Regions from separate parts of the Siniperca chuatsi genome. Here region 2 is linked to region 1. A link is a contact called in public Hi-C data. All regions are on one chromosome and are shown on one strand. Each heading gives the region's core, a stretch centred on a gene start, on an enhancer-like site or on the middle of the called end of the contact. The rest is flanking DNA. Distances are from core to core; before and after follow the strand shown.

The links. A called contact is a pair of places that touch in the nucleus more often than the background predicts.
Region 2: a Hi-C map of skeletal muscle shows a contact between it and region 1, with 3 times the contacts expected there. The contact joins the enhancer-like site here to the promoter of spry1 in region 1. A contact is called at or near these places in 2 of 3 Hi-C or Micro-C datasets (skeletal muscle and an unstated tissue).

The regions. Positions count from the first base shown.
Region 1 is chrLG8:5,307,051-5,313,456 of ASM2008510v1, forward strand. spry1 (protein sprouty homolog 1) reads right to left here and starts at 5,037. Exons shown (of 2, transcript XM_044205640.1): 1 at 4,336-5,037; 2 at 942-2,900. The coding sequence starts at 2,845. The coding sequence ends at 1,757.
Region 2 is chrLG8:5,371,463-5,378,068 of ASM2008510v1, forward strand. The region is part of intron 15 of spata5 (ATPase family protein 2 homolog); the gene reads right to left. Among protein-coding and RNA genes, the nearest start is that of LOC122879893, 29 kb to the right of the region's middle. Within about 2 kb of position 4,044, the one cell type or tissue checked has an H3K27ac peak away from gene starts, as active enhancers do.

The DNA.
Region 1 (6,406 bases), core at 3,787-6,286:
GGCATTTCTGGCTGACCAACCAACTTTCAAAGTGATGATATCATCCCCCGGGGGCCTGGAGGTGGAGGGGGGAGTGAGTGTCAGTGGGGGTGGGGGTCAACAGACTTCCCAAGTGATAAATTCACTGACAAAATGAGGCGGCCAAATGGGGGAGTGTGGGTCGGGGCGGGGGCTGGATTTGCCCCTGTCGTTGAATTTAGTGCAGGAACTAGCCATAAAAGCCCAGCATTGATAGCCCCGGTTTATTATCTTTGAACAGGTGGCCCCGGCTACTCCTAATGGTCGCTCTCATTTCTCAAAGCACACACTGTTGGGCTCTACAATATGGAGACCATTCGGGAGTTTGGAAACATCCCGATCTAGTCACGTTAAAGCCCAGAGAGTAAACTACAGTGCATAGTTTAGTGGTGACTTGTGGGCTAGTGATTGGATAGGGGGGTTTAGAAGGAGAGTTACTTCCTGTGAGCATAACTCATGGAAACGTGGAGGCTCTGTTGATGCTAGCAGCTTTGGGGCAGCTTCGTGTCAATGACCTGTATTGTTTAGCTTTCAAGGTTACCGAGGAGAATCGCAGCAAAGAAGTCCTCCAAGAATGTAAACAGTCACATTTTGAGCTACAAGCTGTGTCTACTCCCTGCTGAAAATTTTTTACCAGAAATTCCACACCCAGCAAGAACACACACACACACACACACACACGCATACATACACAGAAAACAGTGATATGCTGTTCGCCAGTGAACTCAGACTCATGAAAATAGACCCACATTCCCTTTAAATCAGCCATCAGTCATCTTTCATTCCTCAAGCAGGTTACTGTTTCTCAACAGCTCAATCAAGACACCAGACAGTGCTTTTTTTCATTAATTAATATATTTTCTGCATTAAAGTTAACATAGTTTTCTTTTGTGCCACCCTTTAATTTTTCAGTAAGTATTTGATATTTTGTTATATTCAGACATGAGTAAATTTAAGACTGTCTCTTGCAATAAATATCATAAAATAATAGAGCTTCACATAATAAATATTTTTTACAACAAAAAAATGTTTAAACAGACATTTTTTCTTTTAAAAAATAGCCAGAATTCCTCTTATGGATTTTGAGCATACAATTTACACAAAATAAAAGAAAAAAAAACATGGGAGAATGCCACAGAATGTGTATGAAGAGTTCAGATGGGTGGAAGGAGAAAAACATATCCAAGTGGAGAAAAAAAATACTATGAGATGGATGTGCTTTCGTTAATGCAACATGAGCATAGGAACCACGGTTTTAGTGTGGTAGCAACCAATAAATTCAAACATACCTGCTTGCTATGAATACCAGGTAGCAGCTACATAATTGCCCTATAGTAGATCGTCCTTCACAGATTTGGTGAGAGGCAGCTCCCACCGGGCACACAGACCCAGAGGAAACTGCCTACCTAAAACGGAAGAAAAACTTTTTCATATATATATAAAAAAATAATGTTAATGAGGAGCTGAGGATAGACATAGAAAGAGTTAAGGCAAACACTGGTCTGTAAAAACATGGTCCTGATCCAGAGAAAATAAAAAATAAAAAATAATTGAGTGGTTTTCGTTACTCCTTTGCTTAGCTCCTTAGGATTCCGCAGCGAGGAGGGGAGGCGGGTGGGAGGTGCTTAGATTGTTTGATAAACATTAATTTGTGACTATCATCATCATTATCATTGTCATCATAAGATCCACATCAAGAGTCTCCTGCACACACGCAATCACAAACACACAGGGGCGATCAGGAAGGTTTTTCTTGAGTCTGTGGGGCCCAGCTCTCCAGTTTGCAATAGACAGTGTTGGAGTTCTTGCAGCGACAGCCGGGCCTGTTAACCCGGTCATAGCAGCCCTGGCACGCCTTCAGACACCCCTTAACAGGTGGGTAGCATAGCAGACAGGGGAAGAGTACCGACATTAATCCCATGCACAGGAAACGAGAGCAGCAGTGGGAACGTGACAGTGAGCAGGGGTGGTCAGCACACGAGTCCCCCTCATCGTCATTGGAGCAGTGGTAGAAGATGCCCTTAACCAGGCACATGCACGTGCCATGCTCCAGTGCGCTCTCAGCTGAGCAGAGGCACTGGCCATTGCACGCCAGACATGAAGGCAGGCTCCTGGGAGCCGTGCAGTCACTGCACTTGCACTTCCCACATCGCTCACAGATGAACTGGTGCCCAGCAGCAGCCACCACCCTGTTGCCAGAGCCAGAAAAGTCTGATTTCCCTTTGCCCTGGGGCTTGAGTGGAGCCTCTAGTGGAGGCTGGTGGAAGTGAGGTCCCTGCTGGGGCTGTAAAAGGGCCTTGGGCTTGGGCTGAGTCCGAACAGGCCTCTCCGCTCTGTGGTGGTGCTGTAAGCTCATGCCAGGCCTGGTGGGGGGCGAGCGTGCCAAAAGTCCCTGCTCAGAGGAGGCACTGCTGTTGCTCCCTGAACTGGCGGCACTTCCTGTACTAGTGGAGCGACTGAGCCCCGGTGCCCGGGACCCGCCGTACTGCTGTCCCCCAGCCACAACCACCACGCCGCCCCCGACATGATGGTGGTGACCTGATGGCCGGTGCTCATAATTGTTGTTCACATTGACGAGGATGACCTCGTGAGTCCTCTCCTGCTTGTCCTGGGGCCTGGGGGCCATGCGAGGCGCAGGGGGCCTCCGTACCACCGAGGGCCCCTCTGTGTACTCGTTGTTGGAGCGGATGGCCTTGATTTGGTCCAGGGAGAGTATGGCGGCATGCTGGAGCTCCCGCTCGTAATCCGACCTCTGCCGGCTCTCTAGGGAAGGCTGCTGGATCACCACTAATGAACCGCCGGGGCCATGTTGACTTTGGAGCTCCATCTGGGGGGATCACCACTTCCGACATTCACCGTGGACTTGGCATGCATCGGAAAACCTGCCAGAGGGGGGAAGAGAGGCCAGGGAGAGACAAAGGAGAAGCGGGGAGGGAGGGGACATCATCAGAGAGAGCCAAAACATGGCATAACTGGCAAGCACACACTGTCCTGATGGAAGAGGGGCTAACATGATTCCCAGGCCATTTCAGATTCCAAACCAATCAGTATCATATCATTCCATTGCTATAAAATAACTATTCCAAAGCAGCAAAATAGAAAGTTTCAACATGCATTATTATTTATGGTGAAATAAGCAATATGTGTATTTTAATTTTGATGGTGTATTTAAAGTTAACCCAGACTCAGTGTTTTCATCCTGTCAACATGACATTATGTCACTTTTGATTCCGTTAAGTGAGGCAACCCGGGGGGAAAAGGTGACTATTAGCAAGACTTTTTGTACCTTCCTCCCCAATACGCACACATCTAAACTTCAGTAGGCCCTACAAATACTTCCCCTCCTCATTTACATTTGTATGACTAGTTAACATTTAAATGCACCGCGGCAACGAAATGAGGACGCGATCCAAGGGAACTAAATGAGCTGCCTCACTTAGTATTCTATTACTACACCAAAAAGGATTTCGGGGAAATTGGGACAAAAGTAGAGTAAAAAAAACTAAACTTCAGACCAAGTTCCGACAAAATACAGACTTTAGTTGAAAACCGGACCGAGCGCTTGAAAGTTGTCGGGTTAAAACTTCGCCTATTAGAAGCAAATAATGTGTCTAATATACGTGTTTATGCCATAAACACCATCAGGAATTTGGGTCTGAGCCTTCGTGGATATGAAGCAACGCCGACCTGCACGAGGCCAAAGTTTCTCAGTTTGCAAAAACATAAAGCCTGGCTGTCCCGTGAAACACATGAACCTCACAGGAAGAAACACCGCAGCCAAAGCAGAACTGATCGATTTTGCCTCTTTTGCGCGTTGCAAATAAACACACTCTTATTATTTTTAATAGTCTACGCGTCAAAGGGCGCACTATAAATAGGATTATCTGCATAGAGCCCGTTCAAGGGGACGACGTCGTGCGCAGTAATAAAAGCAGGATCCTAAAACACACAGAGCCAGAGATCAAGAGACATTAGAGGACGCATCCAAATAGACGGGGAAAAACTTATGAATGAAAACAACCGCCGTGGGGGAAGGGTGTTTGTTACAGCAGAGCCACGGAAGGACACAGGCATAGAAATCCATCAACTTCATCAACTAATCGTGATGAATTTAACCCGCTGTGGGTGTTTTGTTCCCCCGTGACAAACAGGCTCGGAAAGTCTTAGCCTTTGTGCACCAGTGTAACAAAACATTTATATCGCTACAGCGGCGCATAGCCTACTAGTTCGCTACGTGCGCTACTATCAGATAATAAATACCGTAAAAGCAAATTAACACGCGTAAAACAATTCTAAAATTGTAAGGAAGATACGTACCTATATGCAATCATCCATAACGTCGAATCCATCAACCAATAGCCTACCAAAACTCCATCCAAAATGAAGGGGCAATGTCCAGACGTAGGCTAAAAGGTCTAATGCATAACATTCACAGCCTGTTAATCCAAGTGCGAGTGTATCCCTTTGCGTTATTCCCTTTTCTTGGTTCGTTTTACAGAAGTTCAGCGCGGATTACGCATGCATTCGTCCCAGGATAAAACAAAGTAAATCCACGGTGGAGCTCGGATGGAGGTGGGAGGGAAGGCACCCGGAGAACTGCTGCGCACTTGGAGGCCGATCTTTAGGTAAGACAACCCAGTTATAGACGTCCCGCAGGAATTGATGTAAAATAAAAATAAAAAGATAGCGTAAAAACGTCTCGGAGAAATAAAATCAAACACGAGAGAGCTTATATCCAAGACTTTCTCCTCTTCGAGTGTCTGCAGAGAGTTGAGTTTTGAGTTCTGGCTGTTACTTATTGTTGCGGGGAATCTGCGCTCGCAAAAAGCGTCTCCGGTTCGCAGACAGCGATGCGCTCTCTCCAGCTCTGCGGGCCTGTTCAGCACTGAATGAATGGGAACGCAGGGCTCAGTGTTTGCTCGACAAGCCAACTCCCATTGGCCATTCACTCCACTGAAAAAGGATACATCGCATCCGCTCCTGATTCATTGGGCAGATGTGGAAGGCCGGCGATAGAGATGTGTGCACTAGTTAAGGTGGAACGGGTTTTTATTTCGCGTTGGCTCGATGAGGGGGCTCAGGGAAGAACACACTACTAGTTTCCGTTCTTGCGGCTTATGAATAATGGTGTGAATAAGGTTGATGTGACTAATAGTGATGTAATAAATGCGCCATTTATTTATATTCTTGCTGATTTGTCATTTTTAGTACACAAGCCTTAGACACACAAGTAAAAGCCCCTTTTCATACATTTATCCTCATTTGGATCGTATTTTTTTGCTCTGCTTTTAAAATATAAAGTGAAATACCATGTTGATACCTATAAGATATAAGAAATTATAAGCATTAAAAGCATCTTACGACTATTAATACACTACTAATATAGTAATAAAGGCATTTTGATATTTTGTGTTGGTCACAGAAACTATTATATGTTTAGGTTGTACACATAAGAAAAAAACTATCCAATAAACTGAAACTGATTAAACTGCCTGATTATTACTGCAGCTTTGGGATGAGAAATGAAGGCTGTAAAACTTAAATGCACTAAATATGTTTACATGAGGGGTTCACTCAGGATATTTTTTTAACACGTTAAGGAACCTGAAAAGCCCACTGTTTGACACACGTTTTGTTATTAAAGGAGCCCAATATGAGACGAAATCTGTGATTCAACTCAGATTAATTAACAGGGGCCAAGGGACTTCCAAGGGTCATTAAGAGGATAAGCCATTTTAAGCAAAAGATATGATCTCTGTAGTATTTAGCGCTGCATAACGGACACCCACATATGAACTTATTGTCACAATCTTAAAAGTTAACCTGGACTCTATTAACATACCCCCGCTGGTGCTGGAACCACACTTTGGAAACGACTGTCTGCACAGACAACTGTGCGGTTTTATAGACAATTCAGGGAGGAAACATCAACAGGATGTTTTCTGTCCTCTTTGGAATGTTCCCATTACGCATTTACGCATGTCAGCAGAGGAAATAAAATGTGTCGCGATGAGGCTGCAGCTCGTATAACTCTCTGATATGGACATGTTCCCATCATTTGAAGAGTTTTATGAGTCGATTTTTGGATGGGGGGAGGTTGAAATGGTGGTGGTGGTTGGGGGGGTTTAGTCCAGGACCACCTTAAGAAAAAAGCAGCCCTGCAGCCAGGGGAAAGACTCCCCCCCCACACACACACACACACACAAACACACTCCTGCCACCCCCTCCTCTCTGTTCCTGACTGTCTGGTTTGATTGGTGTCGCGGATGCGCTACATCCGGATCCATGAGAAAAGGAAGTTCAATACAAAGTCAATTTATCCTATTCAAATGGAAAAATCAATAGATGGGTGACCTCCAGTGCCATTTCGGGTCAGCAAATGCTTAAT
Region 2 (6,606 bases), core at 2,794-5,293, 63 kb after region 1:
ACTGGGCAAAACAAACATGTAGCGAACGTGGGGAGTGGGCGAGTCCAGAGCATGGATGCAACGGAGTTATGGTGTCGCCAAAAATAGTGACAGGTGCAGTGACCAGCAGATAAACACATTCATACTAAAAATACACTGAGGACAGGAATGGAAAAGCTTTGTGTCAGCTTTTAAAGCTGTAAGTATTAATCACTGTTGGGCATACGGTTTGTAATGCCAGGGAACTGAGTGCTAAAACTAGATTATGTGACTGAGTCGCACTGTCCTTTGTTAGACAAAGTCAAGCTAATAAAAATCGGTGACTATTCATACCAATAGCAATTTTTTTAAAAAGCTTAAGTTTTCAATCAAGAATACATAATTCAAGAACCTGGCACAAATGGAGGGGTCTTCCAAAGACATAAGAGAATATAGTGAAAGCAGTGTTGGTGCAATTTCTACTAGGCTGGGTGGAAACGGCCAAAAATTGATCTTGAACTCGTCAATGTGCTACTGTGACTGTGACCGAGGAAAAAGGACACATTCACCTCTGTTTCTATAGCTTTCAACAGCACCCCTACCCTGAACAATGTGGCAAAGCCTATACTGGCCTGAAAGGCAAATAAGGCTTTCTGCCCACTAATTACGGAGGGGCTCAGGGACTGTTAGCTCCAACTGTTTCAACATGCAAATCCCATCCGACTTGGGGACAGTTGGCTCCTTTGGAAATAACTGTGATATGTGGCCTGTTTGCTTGCTTTGGATTTGTTTGCATCCTTGCTTTTCAGAAAAATGGACAAGGCTTGGCACACAACAATCATCATAAACAAATCAATAAAATAAATGAAAACCATACACTTATCAGTAAGCGAATATTTGATTGAAAGGCTGGCGTTTTTTCGATGTCTAGGTTGCATATAACGACTTTTATTTTAACATGTAGTTAGGCTTGCTTCAAATAGAAATATAGTTATTGAAGCAGTCACCGATTAAGGTTTGGGTATTGGTGAACAATCACATTATGAAGAGCTAGACTGAATACCATGCAGACAAGACAAAAAACAAAAAAAGAAAAACACTGCAGCCTTGGCTGCTGATGTCACTGGATTCTCAAGTGTTTTTGTCTCTCAAAAAAAAGGAAAACTAACACAAGAAATATGTTGTGCTGTGCTATCCTGTTTTGTACATTTCCTGAAATCCAAGGTGTAGGGTACAGGAAAAATCCAGTTCGAGAGGGAAGGTCAGCCTTCAGCAATCGAGGTCTGGAAAAACCATTAGGTTCAATGGAAGGGAAGAGACAAGGTCTAAGTTATTTCCTCTCTTTTTTCTTTTCTCTCCATCATTTGAGAAAAGGGTTTGGGGGGGGCTTTATCCTCCTTGGAGTGTCACAGCGGTCACTGCTAGGAAGGCAGCAATGGCAAGAGGATTCAGGACACACTTGTGTATTGTGACAGCTCATGCATCTGGTGCCCCAGTGTCATGGGGTCTTGCAAAAAGTGTGTATCTGTCTGTTTGTGTGTTTGCTTCCTTTGACTTCTTGTGCATAACAAAAACAACATATTTCAAACATTGGAATATATCCCCAACGGCTAAGAAAATTAATACAACTAGAGGAAATTCAATTAATTCTCAAAATAGATCTTATCAAGTGTGTGTGTATGTGTGTGGTTATCGTGAGGGTTCATGTTCACTGGTTACACAATAACGTGAGAAGAAAAGTTGCCAAGCGGTGTTAGGTAATCACCTGTAAAACAATGAGCGAGAAATAGAATCAGGAAGTTGAGCTTTATATAAAACAAGCAAGGGCCCTTTTTAAAAAAAAGTCTATCCTGATAAGATTTTATGTCACACTGACTATTTTTTCACTCAGGAATAAATAATGAAACCTTTCAGGTTCTTCATGTGGGAATCAATGTCCACAGAGTTGGTTTAATCACATAGCAACATTGCCAGGGAAATATTTGAATAGTTTTGTGATTCTTTGGCTCACTTTGTTGCCTATTTCTGGGAGTGCTGCCCATCGCTTTGACCACAAAACAAAAACTGAAAATGCCTTGTGTATCCTCATTTTATAATAAGAGCACAAAGACAAGTGCTCCGGGTCACTCTGCCAAATGAACACCATTACTCTGGAAGCGTTTCGCGGATACAGGCCCCGGTCTTTTGTGAGTCCAGTGTTTAGAGCAACCCTGTGGCTTTCCTCAGGTGCTCAACGTTTCCCTGCAGCTTTCCAAAGCAAGCGTATTGGTTAACCACCCAAACCACTCGAGCATAATGCAATCTCCGATTCACAACACACAAAATGTATTGGCAGCAATCCACGGAACCTAATCCAGGAAGGGGAAACATTTCTGCAAACAGACTCTTGTTGAAAATGTTTAATGAATGGTTCTCGTCTATTCTGAATGATGTAGAGTCTCCAGGATTTTTCCAAATTTCCCCAGTTTGTGCTTTTTTGTTTTCCTCATTCCAAACTACCAACAAGGGAGAGGAGTAGACAGACAGTGCTGCCTCTGTGCACAAGGACTTTCCAAACACAGAATGCAGCTGTCCTGGAATGTGCACTGGCGTACAAGCAAGCTCTGAAATTATGGCCCTGGCCATTGCTAAAGAAAATAAAATTGATGCAATCTGTAGAGCATGCAGCTTTTAATTAGTGGCTTCCGTATCCTAATTGGTTTCTCTCTGCTTCCCTCTGCCTTAATTCGGGATTGGACCAATTTGCTGTGCTGCATTTAGTGTGCTTTGTTTGTCTTGAGAGAAACTGTACACCGTAATCAAGGCACAAAATTAACATTTTCAAGGGCAGCACAGGCAAATCAGTGCAGAGAACAGTCAACCTCATTCTTTTTTTAGTTTTCCCATTTAAAAAAAAAAGGGAAATAAGTCTGTATGAACTGTGGAAACAACCAGAGGAAAAGCCTTGTGTTGTAAACATAAGTTGTTCTGAGAATGTAGAAGAATGAGGAAATATTTTGGGTACAGGCCATACAGACTGTACTTACATTCTTGGCATTTAGCATATCATTTTTCAAAGAGTGTGACAGTAGGGCAAGCTTAAATTCCTTGATTACCAACATTACTAGCAACCAGTAAGGTCAGGTCAAAGGTCTGACCCACAGATATATAAAATAGGAGACAAATACTTCTTTGGTTTTATAGTGATCATGTAGAAACATGCAAGGGATACTGCCTCTTGAAAGAGAAGCATTATAAACAACTCATCACTTCAGTACTTCCTGCCTATACTTCGTGTCCTTAGACAACTTAGACAAGCACCCTTCATAATGGCTTGTGGAAAGTGCATTATCTGAACGCAAATGTTTACCCATGACCTAACAACTGAGTCATGTTTATTGCACGCAACAAAAGCTAACTGTGAGTGAAAACACACAGGAGATAACAAAGCTAAAGCTTACTGTGCTAAATATGTTTATAGCCGGGTATGTGGTCTTTAATTGTTTTTGTGTCAGAGCGCAGATGAGTAAACACTCCCATGTAGCTTTCCATTCAAGGTGTGTGAGCATGGTATGGGATACAGGTAAGCCAATGATGGACAGCTCTCAGTTGTTATATGTGTTGACTTGGCTTTAAACGAGAAAAAGTAGAAACAAAACAGCTGGAAAGCAGCTCCAAAATTGTTGAAGCAGACAAGAAGGGATGCACTGCTGGTTGCAAAACATGCTTGGTTTGATAACACCAATGAAATGTTTTCCCAAACAACCACTGCTGGACTTTGAGTATGCTGGAGAGATAAGTGTGGGAAAGGAAAAGAAAAAATTTGAGAATTAGAAAATGAGGATAGATGAAAAGGAGACAAAAGCAGGGAAAAGAGAGAAAGGAGCAACTGGTTGGCTGCTGACGGCTTACAGCACAGGCTTTAAAGAGCAATCATTTGAGGTCAGGGACAGGTCTGGTTGCCCAGCACTACTAGATTCTCTCACTCACACACACACACACACACACACACACACACACACACACACACACACACACACACACACACACACACACACACACACACACACACACACACACACACACACACACACACACACACATTCCCTGTGTCATCCTCTCTGATGTTTACTGTTTCCACCAGCCAACAAACACATTTCGTTGTTACTGGGGAAGCTTGAAGAAATTTACTCTTGCTTAGAAATCACATTCACCACACAGCAGTGAAGAGGCCAGGCCTAAACTGCAAGTAGTGTTAAAACTTGGACTTTTTTTATTACTTAAAGTAGAACTTTACAGAACTACTTTATTGTTAAGAGTCCTGTAGCTTGATTCTGTACTCTTAATTAATACTGATTACTGATAAGTTAGGTTGCTGGATACATCAACCTATTCTGATGTTGTAGTTGAAATTTAAGTTACCCTAGACAGTTGTTTAGAAAGACTTAAAATATTAGCTGATTGCATAAAATGCAGTTTGTGTAAATGCCCTGAAAGCCATCATTGCTTAACTTTTCCACATGCAGAGAATAGCTTATGTATACATGCATTATTTCACCTACTGACTCAATGCTTACTCATTACCTAATACTAACAACACAATTACTGAAATTTATCTGGGTAGCACATATGTTGGGTGCCTAAAACCTAGATAAGAGTCTGACTTGAATACTGTTATGACAATATTCAGGGCCCAAGTCTAGTATACTCATTTGTCCACTAACACCAACTAAAAGGATCTCAATTCAGAGTCAAGGGGGCTGTTAGTGGCTTAGGAAACCTGCATTTGTTTCATTGAGTGATTGTGTGATTGTGGAGCTGAAATAGACGCAAACATGTGATTCCTTCTCTGGAAAGCAAAACAACATAGCAAGATTTTAGCTGGGCTCTATTAAGGATTTGAGGGCGTAACATAATTCCATGCAACATTTAGCAGTGAAACAAGACACAGATCGCCCATGGATGTAAGTAGTGCCTAAATTATGAGGGGCAGAAAATGAGGGAGGCGGAGAAGGAGGAAAGATAGGGAAGGGGGGCAACCAAATAAGTAATAAAGATGATGGAGATATGGATGGTGAAGACGGAGTTCAAGAAAGAGACAGAGCTGAGAGTTCCTCCATTCTGCTTTCTGTCTGTGACCAGTAGGTTTAATGCTTGAGCGTCTCTCTCTCTCTCTCTCTCTCTCTCTCTCTCTCTCTCTCTCTCTCTCTCTCTCTCTCTCTCTCTCTGTCTGTTTACAATTACCGTGCCGCGAATGAATCTTCCACGAATGACCGCTCAACTGGCAGCCCTGACTAGTCAGGAACAAGGGAGCTATTAGTGGAGGAACTGAGGAAGGAAGGAAGAGGGGAAAGCCAAAGGGAAGGCAGTCCAGCTCAGAGGCCCAGGGAGGGAGAGGAGGGGAAGGGAAGGTGGGAGGGAGCAAGAGGGAAGGCTTAGTGGAGGGAGAGCAAGCAGGAGGGAGTTGGGGAAGCAGTGCGGAGGGATCAGTGGAGTTATACAGCAAAGAGGGAAGGGCAATAGAGAAGGAGGGCTCAGCCACATCTCCCTGAGGCGATCTGCTCAACAGAAGCAAAGATCCCAGAAGAGGTGGAAGAGACATCCCCTCATCCCAACCCGCCCATCCCCCCCGCCAGCAAAAAGAGGAGATTAGTTCTGGGGCCTGGCCCAGAGGACAGTGGACCAGGCAACCTCTGAAATTCTTTCATTTCTCAGGCAACAGGATTTAGGATGGGACCTCCCCATGGCCCTTTGACACAAGAAATACATGAAGGCATTTTGTGGGTGTGACACTCTCTCAACCCCCTTCATCCCCCATCTGACCCGAGTCAAGGTTTTTTTAGGCATCACAGTGCTTCTGGGGACTTCCTGATAGCTATAAATTACTTTGACTTCAGAGATGACATGCAGGGAAGCGCTGGTCCCTTTTCTGCAACACACACACACACACACACACACACACACACACACAGAGGTGCAATCCCAAACCTATGAAACAGCCACCTTTCACACGGTCATTCATCAAGCAGAGCCTGTAAAAGAGGAAATGAAGTGACACTGCGCCATCATCCTCTTTCCGATGGATCTGCCAAGTCCTTGCAGCAGGGCCGCAAGGCCTCAAAGACCTCAGACATTTTTCTGTCTCACTTTATTGTTGTATCTCTACCTGACCTCAGGGGTCGTGCTGTAATTATCATAAAAGGTTCTCCTTAAAATCATCAACTAATTCATGTTCAGTTTTCAAAGGAGACAGGCCAGTCCTCTCATCTTTTAATGCTGCATTTTGGAAGCACTAAAAGCAAAGATGATAGGGTAGTCACAAGCCAGAAGGATTTAGCAGGAATGAATCCTGTGCCAGCAAGTGGTGCATTTCCAGGTTCCAATTTATCAATCTAAATCAAAGTAAAGAAACACCGTAGTCAAAGATTCTCTCTACTAGCCTAAATGACATTATGATGACTTGTTTGGCCACCGACACTGTCCTCATATAGTTAAGTGGTCCCAATTTCGCAAACCAACAATGGCTATATGTTTAGCCATAGTTAGCAATTGTCACGTTACCACGTTGCTTACATTTGGGGCAACCAATGTGCAAAGTTGCCAGCTAAAGGTTAAACAGCACATATTGAGTGGCTAATAATAATTTTAAAACGTCTTTGCATTCAAATC